Regions from separate parts of the Gossypium hirsutum genome. Here region 2 is linked to region 1. The links are chromatin contacts, called in public Hi-C maps. All regions are on one chromosome and are shown on one strand. The core of a region is the stretch at or near the end of the contact, and the rest is flanking DNA. Distances in the headings are between cores, read along the strand shown. Region 1 holds the start of LOC107895067 (receptor-like serine/threonine-protein kinase At4g25390). Region 2 has its middle 110 kb from the start of LOC107933939.

Region 1 (4,348 bases), core at 1,425-3,924:
CTATTTGATTCATTTTTTATTGATCACTCAACTATTAATTTTTTTTATTTTAGTCATTTAATTTTTTAAAATTAAATATTTTAATCACTTTTTAGTTAGGCAATTAAAGAAAGTTTAAGATGGGTTTTGTTTTATTGGACTAACATGCATTTTAACAGTGAAAATAAAATACAATCTAATTCCTAATAATACATAATCCATTATACTTTTACTAGCATCTAACTTGTTTAAATCAAAGAAAACTGGGGCAATTGTCCCATGGTCCCCCATCACTAAAAATACATTGTATCATTGAAAAAACAAACTAGATTCTGAGAAAAATTTCAGGAATCAGTAATGGATTCTTAAATTTGTATCTCCACAATATTGATACAAGAAGACAATTAACATGTCCTGCTAATAACAAGTCCATGCCAGTAATATTAACAAACTGGAACTGAAATGAAGTTGAAAAGAACATGTTATGGTTTCTTTACAAAAACGACCTACAAGAAGTCAGCAACACGCTTATGTTCGAAGAAAAAGTAACTCACCGGACCTTCTTCCGTGACTTAAATGGGTAACGTGATGGTGGTGAGGGGGAAAATTCAGTAGGTAGCTGAGGCGGGTCGGCGTCACCAGTGAGGATGGCAACAACTTCCTTCATGGAAGGGCGACGTGCCGGTGATTTCTGCAAACAAAGCAAAGCAACTGTGATACACAAAAGAGCCTGTTCTTGTTTCAAAGACTGTATACTCTGGTCAATCAAATCAAAGAGCTTCCCAGTTTGTGCAAGATGCTTCGCCCAGGAAGTGAGATTGGCCCGCTGAAACTCCGCCATAGGAGAGCCTGTAACCTGCAAGGGTCGCCTCCCTGCAATGAGAACCAATAGTAGAACTCCAAAGCTGTAAACATCACACTTCTCTGATGGATCACTTCCTCCACCATACTCAGGAGCAATGTAGGAAACGGTTCCTCTCATACTGGGGGTACTGCTAATCCCACCACTCTTGGGAATCTCCCCACTAAATGAATCATACCAGTCCACACTTCCAATACTGCTTTTACTCCTCTTCTTCTTCCTCGCATCATCAAGCGGCCACCAATTCTCCCAACCACCATTATCATCACTATGGCACATTGCCATCTCTCTCTTCTTCTTTTTGTTTGTTTTTGAAAGCTCTGCGCAATACTCCTCTTTCCACCACTCCCTTGTCGGTCTCCTCTTTACATTGTTTTCCTTATCGTCCTCTATTGACACCCACCATTCCAATCGTTTTTTGCTCTTCTTATTCTTCTTCTCCCCCGATTTAGCTTTCATTTCATAGCTTGAAGAAGCCACTGAAGTAATCCAATCATTACTGGGTCTCTCTTTCTTAATCTCACTTCCTATCCATTCCATCACATAACCCTTCACTTTCCCACTCTCTCCCACTGCGCCCATATCTTGCTTCCACCACCAATCGCTGCTGGAGCCGCCACTCTGCTTCCCGCCACCATTGACCAATTCTTTTCCATTCTCAACACTTGCTCTATCGAAATTCCCCTCCGAGACCGACACGCTTCCTTTCTCCATAATTTCAGGAGATGTTGCAACTGCCGGCGGAGAAACGGCAACTGTAACAACCTCCGAATTCTCCGCAATAGATCCATAATCCTCAAATCCTGTAGCTACACTCTCTGTTTCCGCTATAGATCCATGATCCTCAGCAATTTCCAGTTTAATTTCCTCTGATTTCAACCTTGCTAGTCCAAAATCAGCAATTTTGGCTGAAAAATACTGATCCAACAATATGTTACTAGGCTTAATATCTACGTGAATTACTGGAGGGTCTAATCCATGGAGATATTCAACTCCCTTGGCAATATCAACAGCAATTGAAAATCTCTGTTTCCAGTTCATTAACTCGGGGCATTTTCTATGAAGCAACGCGTCTTGCAGATTGCCGTTAGGCATGAGCTCGTAAACAAGGAGCATTCGACGTCGTTTTCGGTCGTGAGAGAAGCCGAGGACTGGAACGACCAGGGAAGAATCGAGTTTTGAAACGAAGAAGAGCTCGTTTTGGAACTCGCGTTCGCCCTGAAGAGAACTGGCGTCCATCACCTTAACAGCGACGGTTTGAATGTTTTTGCTTCGGCTGTCGTCATGATGGAGGTTCTTCGAGATGGTAGCGCGGTAAACAGAGCCAAAGCCCCCTTGACCGAGGAGCCGTGAAACGGAGAAAGAGGAGGTAGCGCGACGGAGGACGGAGTACGAAAACCGGTATGGCGGCTTGGAGTCGGTGGGAACAGTGCGTTCACGTCGAATTTTGCGAAGGCACAAGGATAGAACGAGTAAGATTGAAAAGGCCGCTGTGAAAGCTACGATAGGTGGGAGGATGAGACGTATGGGTAAAGGGCGGTGGTGGATCAACGGCGGTTGCCGCAGCGGTGGGAGCGAGCGAGGCATCATAGAAAAAAAAAAAAAAAAAGAAGAAAGAAAAAATCGGGCTTTCTCTTTGGCTTCTAGATGTATAACTGTCAAGTGGTATTGTTAAAAGCAAAATGTGGTTCGTGGGTTGTTTGTTGTTGAGAGGGTGTAATGATTTGTACTTTTTTTCCCTGAATTAAATGACAAAAAAAAAAGAAAAAAGAAGAGATGATTAGTACAACTCGAAAACAAAACTTCAGACCATCTCCCTCACTTCTCTTCTTACTCCGAAAAAAAAAACTCAACGAAACAAATTTAAAGCACTTTTAAGTTTCAGTCAGGAATATCAATAGTTTCTTTTAGCTACACAGTCATTCTAAAATTACTTTATTCCTATTTTTACATATTTTAATTTTCTTTTATCAAATATAACACCGTCATAAATAACGACTCTTATTTTTTAAAATCTAAATGAAAAGCTGATTAAGATACCATTTATTAAGAATAAAAGTTAAAAATAAAAATAAATTTACACGTAATTAAAATAAAAACTAAAAAAGTTTAAATAAGGGCAAAACAATAACATTTTAATTAAAAAAACACAAAAAAGGAATTAGGTTAAAACATCGAGATAACTTTTAGAAATTTTTAAAGTGTTTGGAACCCTAAATTAAATTGTAAATCAAATTTAAATTTGAGTTCAAGGTTTGATTAAGGTTCTAAAACATTCCCAATTTTTTTCAAAAGTTAACCTAAATTTACCCTTGGTTTTTCAAAAGTTAACCAAAATTTAGCCTTGGTTTTATTTTTTAGTTTTTATTTTTATCGGGTGTAAACTTATTTTTTTTCAATTTTTATTTTTAACATATGGCATCCTAGTTAACTTTCCATTTGAGTTTTTAATAAAACAGTGACCAAAACACAACGTCAGCATTGTCATCATATCATATTATCATCACATTGTCGTGTTTGAGTTTTTTACGAGTACATACAATTACAGCTCTGATCACTTTTGATCTTTTTAGAGATGTATTTGGTACTGCTTCCTTGATCACAACAACAATAACGTCACCAATATGAGCATATCGGCGATTACTAGCTCCTATGACTTGAATACACATAAATTCTTGGGCCTCTTTGTTATTTGCTACATTTAAATGAGTCTGAGGTTGAATCCTTTTTGAAATCTCTTTTTTTCAATGTAATAAAGGACGAAGAAAAAATGAAATATTGTTTGTAAAAAAAAAAAAAACTCGCAATTGTTTTTTTTATTCCCAAGACAAGACTTCTTTCCTTTGGTTCTATATTCCTATCCTGAAATAATGAATTAAACTTTAATAGGCATTTTTTATCCTGCTATTGAAATAGCCTTTCTGGCTATATTTTTGGCTACTCCGCTAATTTCATAAAGTATTTTGCCTGGTTTAGTGATAGCTAACCAATGCTCGGGAGATCTTTTCCCCTAACCTTTACGTGTTTCTGTAGGTCTACCGTAACGAGTTTGTCTGGAAATATATGTACCCATATTTTTCCACCACGGCATACATTTCATGTCATTGCATGGCGCTGTAACAGCCCTTACCCATACTCGAGATCGGGACTAGGTACGAGGCGTTACTAGACACATACTCAGATATTTTTGGAAGATACGGGTTATAAAATTTTGTTCTAATTTAAAACCGGTCAAACAACATCATAGTGTCCTTATTATGATCCTACAAGGCCCAAAACATATATTAAAAGCGATCTGGGACTAAACCGAGAATTATAAAAAATTTTAGTAAAATTACTAGAGTTATGCCTCACACGCCCGTTGATAAATCGTAATTTATACATATTTTTATCTCATGCTCAGTACATTTATGGATAATTTCTCCTTAGATTTGGTGAATTCGATGCTCCTAATCCTTTAATTTCATGTTTTATACTTAGGTGAGCATAGGAAAGTAAAAAGAGCGA
Region 2 (4,089 bases), core at 1,456-3,955, 300 kb after region 1:
CTAGATCCATTTATGGATTTATTCACTTGTGACGTTCGTAGTGTGATATATCTTAATCCTAAGTGGACAATGGACTATATATGAGTAACTCATATACTTTGATGTAAATGAAAGCCCGTGTTCAAATAGATAAGGAACCGAAAGCTAGTAAGTTTAGCATATGACTTTTATAGTATGTAGCATCATTTCACAACAATAGAATTCGTAACCCAATAAAGAGTAAATGATATCCTCTTATCAGCATTACATTATGGAGAAAAGTAACCATGACCATGGGTCATTTGTCTTTATGATAAATGATTTAATTATTATTTATAGTAATTGACTTTTCATGATGGAAGAGGTAATAGTTACCATGAGATAAAATAGGATCCTATGAGGGCAACACACTTATGACAAAGTCATTGGACGAGGATTTTTTAAGTAGCTTTCAAAATGGTTTATAATAAGGGAGTGCTCAATCATGATACTTTAGTGGAATTCTTTCATGACTAAATAATGTTGTAATTAATGGGTGAAAGATGAAACTTAATTACAAATTATTTAAGCCCTAATTATATATGTCAAATCGATCCCCCTGCTAGCTTAAGATAGCAAGAAACGAATTGCATGTAGAACCAACAAATATGATATGAATGAAAACGATGAAGTAAGAGAAATAGATCGCATGTATCACTATCCATAGTGAATGCATTTTCCGCTAAATACAAAAGATGACTTTTAAATTAATTTAAGCTTTTTGAATTATTATTTAATTAATTGATAACTTTAACAAAATTAGAATTGGGTTGAGAAAATAATTTAATTGAGAAATTAAATTAGTTGATTTAATTACTTAAATTAATTTATTAAAAAATAATATTGGAGCTAATACATGAAAGGCTCAACTTAAGCTTATTACATGTAAAGGGCGACAAAACCCAATAGTATTACTAGGGGTGTCGCTGCCCCTAGTACTTTAGTTCTACTAGAGCATTGTATTTTTTATGAAAATATTATTATATAATTAGACCTTATTCGAGCAGAACTCTTGTATTGATTCTCTATATATAGGAACTATGTGTTAAGCAATTTACAACATTTCACATACGACATTATTCTATCAAAAATAATGGAAATTTATTTTACAGAATAAATTATATTTTCTGAGAAAAACACATAGTTTTTAGGTAAAAAGAATTAATTTTCTTACTAAAAGTTAAATAAAAGTTTTGATTTTCTGATTGAGTTCATATTACTCGAGCCTACGCTTGTGGTAATTCATGGTTCGAGAATAATGGAGAAGGTTATTTGATAGAAAGTCGAGATAGACTTTAGACCATCTCGTACAAAGTACAAGTAATTTTCTATTAAGCTTATTTTTATAAATAACACAACGGCTCGATTTCAAAGAGAATTTTTTAAACTTCCACTGTGCCTATTGACACTGCTTTCTAAATTGATTTTTCCAACACAGCCTATGTACATGCCATTACAAAACCTTCTAATACAGTAATACAAAGGAAACTATGTCTTTCTAGTCTCAAACAATGATGTGTTTCTTCTAAGACCCGATCTCTACTTTCTTAGAAAGGTTTTCTACCCACACATTTAAACCACTAATGCATAATGCATTAAGCTCAAAGAGTTTAGTAACTACGCTAGGACATCCAATTTATCATTCTTACAGTTTGTGTCAAGTCTTTTTACAAATTAAAAGCTTCGCTTTGACTAAACCACTGACAAGTTACCAATTTTTTAGCTCATTGTTTGTACCATGCTCATTTTCCACTAGCCTACATGGCTTCCTTTATTTCAAAACCTATCAATATAAAACTTATGTTCATTTCACTTGTTTGAAATATAGCTCTTTAATGTTAAAATTCTTATTTCACTAATTCAAAATATTAATGAAATTGATGTTTACACTTAGGTCCACTCTTATTTAATTATTCATTTTTAAATCATATCAATTTATTCGTGTCCATTTCGACACTTACTATAATTGTAAGTTCAATTATCATTACTCATGAACACTTACCATGTCACTTTTGTTTCAATTTTAACAAGACATGTTTATTAATAATTCTTATTAGTCAAATTTTAAAACATTTCACCCTTAATAAATCTTAGCAAAATATACTTGGATACTCAAGATTCCAACTGAACACCCTAACATATATTGCTCTAAAGGCAAAACCATAAACACCTTGAAAAAAGATCCAAAATGCACTTATGTGCTATGCCATAAGGTATATAACCTTGCCTTAACACTAAATGTCAATCTTCAATACTAATGCACATACTAATCTTTATGACTTAGCAATTTTATCCTAACTATTTCACCAAATTTATTAGGGCACTTTAATATTTAATCACTTTGAGCAATAAATAATAGTTTGTGCATTTGTGGTATATATATATATATATAAAGAATCACTTTTTAAGTGCTTATTGAGCTATTTCATTAACATTTCATAAGTATTCATCTTCGTTTATCAATGAACAACACAATTACATACACTTGTAAGGAAAAAGAAATCACTTTTTAGTTATATATGTAATAGTCACACTAATATCACTTGGGTGAACTATGCCACCAATTACCCACGAATGCGCCCTGAAATATAGAATACCATTGCCCGCTTTGTTTGTGCTTGGGTATACATATAGATACAATTGGATTTGTTCAATGGGTTGGACTTTTTGTTTTGTATGGGTTTAAATTAATTGAATTGGGCTACCAATATGTATTCGGTTTAAACTTAGGGTTTTATTAATGTTTGCTTGTTTGGTTTGAGAAATTAAAGTGACAACCGATCAAGTAAGTTTATTTAAATCGAACTTTCGTTTTTATAAAAGTGGAACTCTCTCTCTATATATAAATTAAAGTGACAACTGATAACTGATGCATATGGATACCGAATCTTCAGTGCTAAGTCATTGGTTGTGCATTGTGATGCTACGAACAGATGAAAAGCAATTACACTTACTGTCTCATAGTATATAAATGCTTAACCACATCTATAAAAGTAGATACTTTTCTCTGTTTATTTACGCTGGCTTGGTATTCCGAAATGGTTGAAATGGTTTTTTCTGTTAACGAAGGAGACTGAAATGGTTAATAACATACAGCAATTGGTTTTTAATTGCTCTTATATCATGTGAAGGCTACAAAATTGTTGTAAAAACCAGAAAGAAATGCAGATAAAATTAAAGATCCCCTTGACCTTATATAAAAACATAATGTTTATTTGGAATCATAGGTGACTGAAAATCTAGTTTAAAATGGTGGTAACCATGTGATAGCAATGGGGCTTCTTACTTTGTGCACTCCGTCCTTCCACACCAGCCCTCCAAACTCAGGCATTGTTTGTGGGGATTTTCTTGTGAAACTGATCTTGTAAGACAGTTTCTGGTTTCTTCTAGTGAAATTTAGAGTTTTGGGCTCAACTTTAATGGTGACGCCTTTAAATGGTGAAACTACAACATGGTAATGTGAAGCAGGAGGACCAACATTTGTGACTGTTCTATGGAGAGTCAAAGTTGAAATGGCTGTATCTTCTGGGAAGACAACTGAGATTGCTGGGTAGTTCAAATCTCCTGGAGTGGCAAGGGTGTTGTGATGGCAAGACATATTGGAATGCTTGCTAAAAGCTTTTAGCTGCATTGCAGTCAATTTCTGTGTGCAGAGGAATACAAAGTAATCCTGGGCTGAAATGTCATAGATCAAACCTGGGTCTAGAGCTTTCAAAGGTTGATATGACCAGCTCCATGATCATAGGGAGTGGAAGCTGCTGCAGTGGAAGAGTCTTGGAGTGGATTATGGATGTTATCATGAACATAAGCGGTTGTCATTAGAGCAGATTTAACTGCTGCGGCACTCCAATCTGGGTGTCTGGCCTTGATCAAGGCAGCAATTCCACTAACATGAGGGCATGACATTGAAGTCCCTGATAATATGTTGAATCTCACTCTCCTATGATCTGTTGGAAGACTTGACGGACCCAATTCTCCAGTCCAGGCTGCAAGGATGTTCACCCCTGGCGCAACCACATCAGGTTTGAGAATTTCAAGTGTGAGGAAATTTGGTCCTCTAGATGAAAATGC

What was found. Hi-C and Micro-C count contacts between places; a contact is called where the count stands out from the background.
Region 2: a Hi-C map of leaf shows a contact between it and region 1, with 2.3 times the contacts expected there. The contact joins the enhancer-like site here to the promoter of LOC107895067 in region 1. A contact is called at or near these places in 2 of 34 Hi-C or Micro-C datasets (both in leaf).

The regions. Positions count from the first base shown.
Region 1 is chrA09:37,275,172-37,279,519 of Gossypium_hirsutum_v2.1, forward strand. LOC107895067 (receptor-like serine/threonine-protein kinase At4g25390) reads right to left here and starts at 2,675. Exons shown (of 1, transcript XM_016820277.2): 1 at 322-2,675. The coding sequence starts at 2,431. The coding sequence ends at 530.
Region 2 is chrA09:37,570,301-37,574,389 of Gossypium_hirsutum_v2.1, forward strand. It overlaps the pseudogene LOC107933942. Among protein-coding and RNA genes, the nearest start is that of LOC107933939, 110 kb to the left of the region's middle. Within about 2 kb of position 2,706, at least 2 of the 9 cell types and tissues checked have an H3K27ac peak or open chromatin away from gene starts, as enhancers often do. A contact at or near this core is called in leaf, where this site is marked.